Regions from separate parts of the Zea mays genome. Here region 1 is linked to region 2. Evidence: chromatin contacts called from public Hi-C data. All regions are on one chromosome and are shown on one strand. Each heading gives the region's core, a stretch centred on a gene start, on an enhancer-like site or on the middle of the called end of the contact. The rest is flanking DNA. Distances are from core to core; before and after follow the strand shown.

Region 1 (4,843 bases), core at 1,345-3,844, 130 kb after region 2:
CAATACGATCATGATACATGGTACACAACACTAAAATTAGTGGTGGACAAAATAGTTAATGTACCTGTCCGAAGGTATAACCAGCACCACGAGGAGAAATACCCCAGCCACACCGATCATCTGGATCAGACCACAGAAGATCACACATTGGACCTTCGTGAGGAACTTCTTGGACGCGGTCAAAGTTGCGGATGTTGTCGAGGGTCTCAATGGATGGCGATAATCCACCATGCAAGCAAAATATTTCTGACTCGACCTAGAAAAAGAACAAACAAACTGAATGGAAAATTCACTAGATGCACATGTAAATCATCCTAATTAAGAAACAATACTCACCAATGCAGTCAAGGGGAAGTAATCAAATAGATCTGTAAAGGTTTTCCAGACATTTGCATTTCCATACCTACAAAATGACCACGGGACGTATCTTGTAAACTTACAAATTTCACGAAAAGAAGGTGGTATGGTCAATTTTGTTCGGACATAGGACAAGCATAAAACAATTTTCCAGAATGCAATAGTTTTCAAGGACAAAATGTGGTGATTTGGCAGTGAAGCAATTATTAAGTCCTTCACTAATACTTCCAAAATCCTGTTTCGTGATATCAGAATTTTAAAAAATCCACAATATGTACAGTAAACTAAGAGAAGACACTCACTTCCTTAAGCATTCGTCATAGAACCCATACACTTGAGTAATCTGCAAATAATTTCACTAAAAACTTTAGTTTGTACAGCTGATTACAGAGAATGGAGTGATGCATCAAGTAAACATGAACAATCTGTCAAACAAGAAATTGTATACCTGCCGGCTTTCATGGTTTCCTCTGAGAATGGTGATCCTCTGAGGATATCGAACTTTTAAAGCCACCAAAAGCTGTTTGTTTGCAGTGGATAGAATCAGTGCCAAGAATTAGTAAAGTTCTGCAATTTAGAAATTTGAAGTAGGAACAACAAAAGGCAGATGTGATCAGCTTTTCAATATAGTGCACACTACACAAACTATACTGCTCATGACCACTATGAGTAGATGAATATGCTGATGGTGCTAACATAAAGCCATGTGAGTCTACACTTACTGTGACAGTTTCGACAGAGTAGTAACCACGGTCAACATAATCTCCCATAAACAAGTAGTTCGTATCTGGACACTGGTAGAAGTGAAAGTTTCAAGATACTGAAATTTCAACATGTTCCTTACTAAATCGGAGATTAAACAGAAGCAAATGACAGAAACTAGTGAGGTACCTTTCCACCGATTCGGAAGAGTTCAGCAAGATCATGAAATTGTCCATGAATATCACCGCATATAGTAACAGGACTCTTTACAGGCTGCAACAATGATAACAAAACAAATCGGCAAAAGTCAACAAATAACACGACCAACCGCATCTGTGAATCCGCCATATAAACAGCGCAGATTATCCAAAGAGTCCATCTTATCTTCTTGTATTAAATGCTTGTTAAAGCTATACGTTTCAGAAACTTCAGGTGTTCCTTTCCCACCACTGACATTTTTTTACAAGAAGCTTAAAAAGGTGGCTTCAGGGTTCTTTCATCAGAACTTGATGATGATGTGTGGGGATGAAGGCACGGTATAAGATGTCACAAATCTACACATTTAGTTAGCAGGCATAAATTTAGTTTGTGCAAGGTGGGGTGGGGTAGAGTGTGGACTGGGAATTAAACAATTTTTTATTGCTAATTGGGTCGGGTCAAAGCTTAGGCTAGACATGAAGAAAAGTTAACCGGTCCCAAACAAAATAATATCTCAACTGGTAATGAAATGGGATTGCTGATGACTCAAGCCAAAGCAATCAAAACAGCGAACCTGAACATTGCTTTCCTCCATCAGAATCTCCTTTGCCTTCTCACAAAGAGCTCTAACCTGTAGCATAAATTGCAGTGGATCAGAACCTCCCTTCCCAGCAGAGCAATCAATCGTAGATATTAATTCTATAACCTCCCTTCCCAGCAGAGCAAATCAATCGTAGATGTTAATTCTAAAGATCCATTAATAACATGGTGCGATTTTTTTTACATCTCGGAGCAACTCTAGGCCCCCATTTCAGCATAAATCGGGGGAGAAAAGGTTATATGGCTCCCAAAGATCATGGTGAAATGAGAAGATAATTGTTTTCAGATGAAGCAGAGAAATCAACTCAACCTAGAAAAACGCCTCGATAAAAAAGAAGGAGCGTCCCGCTCAGCTCACAACCGCCCAGGCCCAGCACCCGCCCGAGCAAACCAAACGCTCCCGCCAGCCATTTCCGCGGCAACCAGGATCGGAACGCGTCCAGAGAACCGATCTCCCCCAGGACCCGTGCCCCGGCCCAGCAACTCCGCCAGATCTAGTGAAAAGGCACCTCGAAGTCTCGAAACGAGAAGAGGGCGACGGAGAAGGCGTTACCTCAGGCTCAGCGAGCGGCTTGCACTGCATGAGCCGCTCGATCTGGTCGTCGAGACCGCCATGCGGGCTGCTCATCTTGCCGCGGACGAAACCCTAGATCTGGGCGCGCGCGCGCGCGCTCCTGAGAGGGAGCAGGCGGAGGGGGAGAGAACGAGAGGTGTGGAGGAGGGAGGGGGACAAAAGTTCTGGAAAGTTGCAAGGGACGATGCTTATATAATTGCGAGCTTGGAGGCTAGCTCTGAGGAGGGGGCAAGCGGACGGACGGGCGGACGGAATGCTCGCCGTGTGCTGCTGCCGCTGCTGCCGGACTGGTCGTAGTCGGAAGAAGAATGGGCAATACACGTCCAGCTTGAAAAGGATAAACTAATCACACGTCAGCTTGTATAAAAAAATAAAATAATGTTTATTTGTTTTAGGGTCTGTTTAGTTGAGTCACAAGATTTAAAAAGGTTATTACGAACTATCAACTATGAGATGTGAAGAATTAAGAGGATGTTTGGTTTGAGGAATGAAGTGATTCATCTTCTTCTCACTCCTCACTTTTTTATTTGGTTTGTGGAATAAAATGGGTTGATCCATCACCACCTCATTTTCATAAGCTAATAATTAGTATATATATAAGGAGTGAGTTGATTCCACCAAAATTGATGGAATAAACTTATGATGCATCACTTCATGAAGCATAGAGTGACTACACAAACCAAACACATCATAAATAAGATAATATCTGATTTTAAGTTACGATGGAGTGGAGTTGTTCTATTTCATCATTGAGAGTGTTTGGTTTGATTCTTAGTAGAACAAAGCCACTGCAATTTAGAAATATCGCACACAGATGTTGGATCTGACGACTCCCAAAAACGGCCAAACCTAATGGCTCATGAGCGACACGCTTCTCTCCGGTTCCATTCACGTACAACGCTTCATTCATTCTGGAACCAAACACAGGATAGAGTTGTTTTGGTCTGCTTCACTCCAGAACCAAACAAAAAACAAATATTCTGTTATATTCTGTTCTAACTGCCAAACACAGAACGAAGTCATTCTATCCTTGGAATCTAGAACATAACTACTCCGTCCTAGTAGACTATAGAACCAAACACTACCTAGTCAAAATATGCAGCTTTATGAAAGTGACAATTGTATGTATATGATTAAACACTCAAAGTTAAGGTTTCAGAACCAATAACAATAATTGTTCGATGATAGATTGATCTAAAGTAAGACATAGCCTAACACGAGTGATTTTCTCAACTGGAATGGATTTTCAAATTTGAAAAACGAAATTCGAATTTCTTGGCCAAAAATCCATGTCTAATCAGCAAAATTCGTTGTTTTTTACAAAAAAAATGATTCATTTTGAAACAGAATTTGGCAGAATCGGAGCAAAAAACGTTTTCCTGTCTTTACCGGAATTGAAAAAACACCAAAAAATCAGTGAATTTTGGTCGGAAAATTTATCCCTGGGTTGAGTAACTGCTCAAGGTCAACGCAGCAGGCGGTTTTCTCAAATACTTCCTCGGAATAGACGTCGGTCGTTCTCACTTCCCGAGGACACTTCTCTAGAGAGTCACTGGTTTTAACTTTAACTCTGTATATAATATTAATATTAAACTTAGAGCATCTCCGAGAGCTATCCAGAAAACGACTTCTCAAAATCAGTTTTAATGGGCATATAAATAATTAGTATGGGTAAATTTTAATCCTTTTTAAACAGATCCCTTAAAGCGGTAGATTGTTTCTGAGAGCCCAAAAAACCCCTCATTTGTAGCTACAAATGTGAGAGTGTTAAGGACTATGAAAAAATTGGGAACACTTTAGAGAAATTGTTCGAGACATGTTTTTGTATTTTTCCCAAAAAAACTGGATTTAGGGGAGTCTTCTGGAGAGCTCTTTGAGATGCTTAGGGCCCATTTAGTTTGAGGGACTAAAGATTAGTCCCTCCATTTTAGTCACATTTAGTCCCTAAATAGTTAAACTGTGAGACTAAAATAGAAACTAAATTGTTTTAGTCTTTAGTTCCCAGGGGTGACTAAAAAAGACTAAATTATATTAATTCCATATTTTGCCCCTCATTTATTTCAGTTGCACTAATGACCAAAGAATGTTAAGGGACATTTTAGTCTTCTTACAAGTCATTTAAGGCCTGTTTGGTTCGTGGCTAACCGTGCCACACTTTGCCTAAGGTTAGTCGTTCGAATTGAACAACTAACCTTAGGCAGAAAAGTTAGGCAAAGTGTGATAAGTTAGGCAGCGAACCAAATAGGCCCTTAATGCATTCTAAATATTTTTAATCACTGCAACCAAACAGGATAGGAAGTAGGAAGTAAACTTTAGTCTCTGTACTAAAGAAACCAAACAAGCACTTAGTACATAACTATTATCATTAGATGTTTTAAAATTTAGCTAAACATACATATAATATTGAATATA
Region 2 (5,084 bases), core at 1,753-4,252:
TTCTGTTTGAAGCAAAATAAAAAGGTTTCCTTTCGCTCCCGGTTTGGACGCAATCATCGCAGGAAAAAAAGGCTAATAAAGCGATAGAAGGGCCGGCTTTACAGCAACAAAACAAAAAAGGCTGCCTATCAGTACGTCGGGGATAAAAAGTGTCAGGCGCGCTAATGATGGATTTGTTTATATTATGATCAGCGACGGTGCACTTCCCCTAGCAGTCTAGCGCTAATGATTGAGAGCGCCATCTTGACTGCCTTCCGCCCCTGGGCCAAACCTCCAACCATTGTTGTGCTGCTTCAGAAACACTCTTCGTTCTGCTTCAGCTCATTTGAGACCGCACTTCTAAAACCGAAACAGGAAATGCAAAGGTATTCCTAATATACAACAGCACATGATGTCGTCAAAATTTACAGGCATGTAAGATTTCCCCTCTCCTCCTGACTGCACAGAAACAAACAGGATGGGAAGCAAACCTTATATGGTCTTTGCATCATGTGAGCAGCTAGCTACCCTAACAAGCGACATCTCCAAAAAAAAAACAAAAAAAAATGGCTAAGCTTGTCTCGAAGATGAAGGTTCACCCAGTGAGACGGAAGCAAACGAGGAAGCCCAGGCTCGAGCATTGCTTGCACCCTTCCTCAGATCTGTTGCCCTGTTGCTCAGCCCCAGCTTGCTGCACAGCCTCCTCACGTCAAGGGCGTTCAAGGCTCGTTCCAAGACCTGGCTTGATCCCCTGCGGATCCCTAGGTTCAGGTTCTGGACACGGACGGCCAAGAAGGCCCTCAGATGAGACATGGCAGCAGGTACCAAGCGCGCTGCGGCCTTCAGGATGATGAAGAGAACTGCGACCAACAGATACGGCGGCTCGTCTTTGGCCATCTCAAGCGGAGAACGATCCCATGGTGCAACTGAGCTCAAGCTTGCTGTGCTCTCTTGCTGGACAACAACATCAATGTATGCAACTGGATCCAGACCTGCAGCAGGAAAACAACATCAATGTACTGTATAGCTTCAGTACATTGGCTTGACAAGCCTATCACAACCCTCCTCAATTAAGCGCATACTTGAAAGAATTTGTGATCATTTACTGAAGCTATGTATGCGTGAACAAGGTGAGCAACAATTGTACCTGTAGTTTCTTTATAGAAATCGACGAGAGAGTTAAGATCTTTTGAACCCCGATATCGAACCATTGTAGTCTCATTTACAAGAAGAATGGCTGGGAAACCACGAACTCCATATCTTGAAAACAAACTACAATAAGATGCAATATAATGATCTGTAGGAATCCATTGAAACAAACAAAGGGACAAACTATCTCAATTCAACAGTCTAAGTGTCTAACACCAACGCTTTCAACATACACAAACCTTGGTGTCGCAGAAGATTCTTCAACAGCAAAGTGATGTACCTGAGGGTACATAGTGCTGACAGTTTCAAATATCGGTCGAAATTTGCTCGAAAAAGGACACCATGCAGCATAGAAGAGAATGGAGTATGAAGCACCCCTCCTTCGAAGGTTCAACTCAGTATCCACAGCCTCTCCTCTCACCTTCAGTACAAGACAAGGTATATAAGAAACTACAACTTCCCAAATTTGCAATACAAAGTATCCACATACATTGCACCATCAGAATTAATCGATAAACAAGGCACTTTATTAAGTCAAAATATGACCAGCAGCAGCTAAAAGTAAAGATCGTTCACCAATCTGCAAAAAAAAAAAAAAGCAAAATCAACACAAATTGCAGGGTGTCACCAGAGGTAATAGTTTTAGGTTGACACTATTTCCCATTTCAGTGCCAAAATTAACCCAAAGTTAAGCATATGCAATTTACCCATTCTTCTGACAAACCCTATTAAAAATGATATACAGCTTTCCTGCTCTGGAAATAGGTGCACCTACTATCACCACCAATCAAATATTGAATCATCATAAAAATATATATATATAACTCAAGTTTGGTGGAAACTTTCAAAATCCAAACAACCATCTCATATCCTAATCACAGCATGTACAATTAGGTTTTCATTTTCCTAAACGTTTACATATAGCTATGGTGTATCGCTAATAAACTTAAGTTTAAAATTTAGAATCTTAGATACAATGCACAGAAGAAACAACTAATACTCACAGTGCCAAGCATGCGCACAACGAATATCAAGAAATCAAACAACGCTCACATGTTTGGATCTAAGACCTGATTTCCAAATTCTAAACTCGGTCAAGCAGAAGTCTGCCTGACATATTCTTGATTATTCTCTTCCACTAGACCAGCCAACCAGGCTGCACTTTCTAGCTCCACTAGCCTTATTTTGTTTATTATATTGGCCAGTTGCACATATTTTCCATGCCAGCAAAGGTTTATTTGGAGTGTGGATTCCCCATTTGCCATGGTTTATAGCATAATTCTTCTTCAAAAGGTTCCCCATATTGCTAATTTTGCTCTTTTAGTTGTTAAAGAGGGAGGATTAATTAGCAAGGCACAATATTCGCATCCATTATGTTACGAATATTTCTAGCCAAAAAGAAAAATCACGGCATCTTTTCTCTGTCTCCTCTGATACCGCCCGGCTACAGGCTTAGTACGCAAATCGTATATATCAGTATGTCGACGGCAGATTAAAAACAAAAACAGCGCGTCCCGCGTCGCCACTAATTCCTGCTGTGACATGTAACGAGTTTGACAGCAAGAGGCCGCGACCGGCGAGAGACGGCGCGTAGGCGGTGGACCTACCTCGAGAGGCGGGGACGGCTCGATCCGGACGAAGGGGCAGCGGGATCCGACGGCGTCGAGGAACGGTAGCGCACCCCTCCGCGCGCACGTGCCCGCGGCCGGCGACCCCGGCGCGGTTGCGCCGGCAACGACAGCGATGAGGGCGACCGCAAGCGCGGCGGCGGCGCAACGCATCTTCTCTCACCTTCTCTCCCTGCCTCCCCCGTGGAGTCGTGGCCTCGTCTCTCCTATCTCTTTCTCTCTCACCTGTCGGTTCAACTTCTTCCGCTTCGGAATTTTCTCCGCGTGCGGAGGCTGGATTTGGCAAAAGCAAAAATCCGCGAGGTTATTTTGGGTGCGGGCGCGGGAGGTGGTGGCCGCTGGCCGGTGCGGACGCGTGCGTGCGGCCGCCTGGTTGGCTGGGGCCTGGGGGCGCAGCAGCTAGTTGGCTTGGTTGGCTGGCGGGCGGGCGGCGGCTCACAGTGGGGCCTGTTGGAACGCATTGGAACGCAGTAAAAACGAGACACAGAAATGTAGAGAAAGTGACAGTTCTATTGATCTCATGAGATATGTACATATATATACATAGTGAAGAGACACCACGAAGGGTCGTATCCCTTGGAATTAGATCACATGGAAGGTTTTCTAACACTCTCCCTTGATCAATTCCAACTTCATTTGATCATCTGTCAGCCGTCTTTAAATATATGATCTCCTTAAAAACCCTGTGGGAAAAATAAGGAGTACACAATGCTTTTGGATCATAAGAGAATCTCACTTGAACTCCAAAAGACAAATATGCTTGTAATCATCATTCTTAAAAACCCCCGTGGGGAAAATTAATGATGAAGCATATAGCTTAGTCGATATTACATCGTTAAAAACTTTGGATGAGAAAACCTCAATAAGGCAAAACTCATACAAAGAAAAAAGTGTAATATGATGGACAAAACAAGTCAAATATCACGGAGAATTTCTCCTCCTGATTCTTGCAATCACTTAAGTCTTCTCATACCAACCACTTTAACATATTTCTGAAACGTGGAGCATGGTAGAGATTTTGTGAATAGATCAACAAGATTATCACAAGACTTTGTTTGCAAGATGTTAATATTTCCATTTTCCTGTTTCCATCTGAACAACATAAGCTCAATTATCCTTATAGATAATTGTCGGTGATTCAATCGAATCATGGTACGTTGTTCTCCAATGGACCTCTAGCCCAAAGAACAATAATATGTCTATAGCCATCATCTCAAAAACCCCAGTGGGGAAAATAAATGATGAGACATATAACTCAGGCTAATATTTCTCCAAGATAATCTTGCTAGAAAATCTGAGAAATCAACATATCAGCTGAGTCTCCTTTAAAACCCAGTGGGAGAAATAAGGAGAGTAGTCATACTCTATTGTTGATTCATTTGAACTCTAGGGATATAAATTCATCACCTAGTTCAAATACAACAATAATTATGCCATAATGTATCATCCTCGAAAACCTCTACGGGAAAAATAGATGATACGACATAGGCCTTGTGTTGATGTTGCCTCGTTAAAAACTTTGAATGAGAAACCCAAACAGGGAAAAACTCATGCAAAGAAAAGAGTACAACATGATGTAGAAACAAGTTCTTTCGATCAAGAGAAAAACTCCCCCTAATCTTTACAAATTACTAAGTCATCACATACCTGCTCTCAAACACATTTAAAATGTGAAGTAAGGTAGAGACTTAGTTTGTAACTTGTTTTTCATCTAAACAACACAAAGTAATATTACCTTTATAGATAATAAGGTCAGTGATATAAAAATCATGACCACCACATACCCTCTGTATGTAGTATATCATTCTGTACAATCCCACGAAGTGTACTACAGAATGATTAGTGTAAGTGATCGTTAATCTCTGTTGATTGACATTTATCAAACAGTAGGTCCAACTTACCAGAAGTATGTCATTGATCTTGTACTTGGGGATCTTCTATAGATATCCAAGATCAGTATATCCAAACATAAGGAGAGCATGAGTACATCTGGATATCATAACTCGATCTCATGTGCTGTTAGCTAGCAAATCATTGCAAAGCAATATCCGGCCGGATGCTTTTGCAAGATACAATAGCACATCTCATGATCTGAAAGAATCAAATAACCATGACTCTTTCATATTGAATTTCTTCAATATATGTTGCATATAGACAACTTTGTATCCAAGATACTTAAGATAGTTTACTTTGAATTGGAAATCTCTTTCAATTCATATCCTCTATCTTGAACTCCGTCGATAAGTAATGTATGTTTAAAATATGCTGCACATATTTACACTGAACATACCATACTTTGTTTATCCTTTCAAAAAGAAGGATTCACTA

Evidence for each region. A called contact is a pair of places that touch in the nucleus more often than the background predicts.
Region 1: a Hi-C map of tassel shows a contact between it and region 2, with 2.1 times the contacts expected there. The contact joins the promoter of LOC100282302 here to the promoter of LOC606482 in region 2. A contact is called at or near these places in 4 of 25 Hi-C or Micro-C datasets (ear, leaf and tassel).

Annotation. Positions count from the first base shown.
Region 1 is chr5:3,952,217-3,957,059 of Zm-B73-REFERENCE-NAM-5.0, forward strand. LOC100282302 reads right to left here and starts at 2,595. Exons shown (of 11, transcript NM_001155214.1): 1 at 2,411-2,595; 2 at 1,832-1,888; 3 at 1,249-1,332; 4 at 1,080-1,151; 5 at 806-877; 6 at 660-700; 7 at 337-403; 8 at 65-256. The coding sequence starts at 2,485. LOC541614 (squalene synthase 1) reads right to left here. Exons shown (of 14, transcript NM_001111369.2): 14 at 4,826-4,843.
Region 2 is chr5:3,822,696-3,827,779 of Zm-B73-REFERENCE-NAM-5.0, forward strand. LOC606482 (adenosine 5'-phosphosulfate reductase-like 9) reads right to left here and starts at 3,003. Exons shown (of 4, transcript NM_001112337.1): 1 at 2,736-3,003; 2 at 1,368-1,549; 3 at 1,127-1,251; 4 at 340-971. The coding sequence starts at 2,909. The coding sequence ends at 550.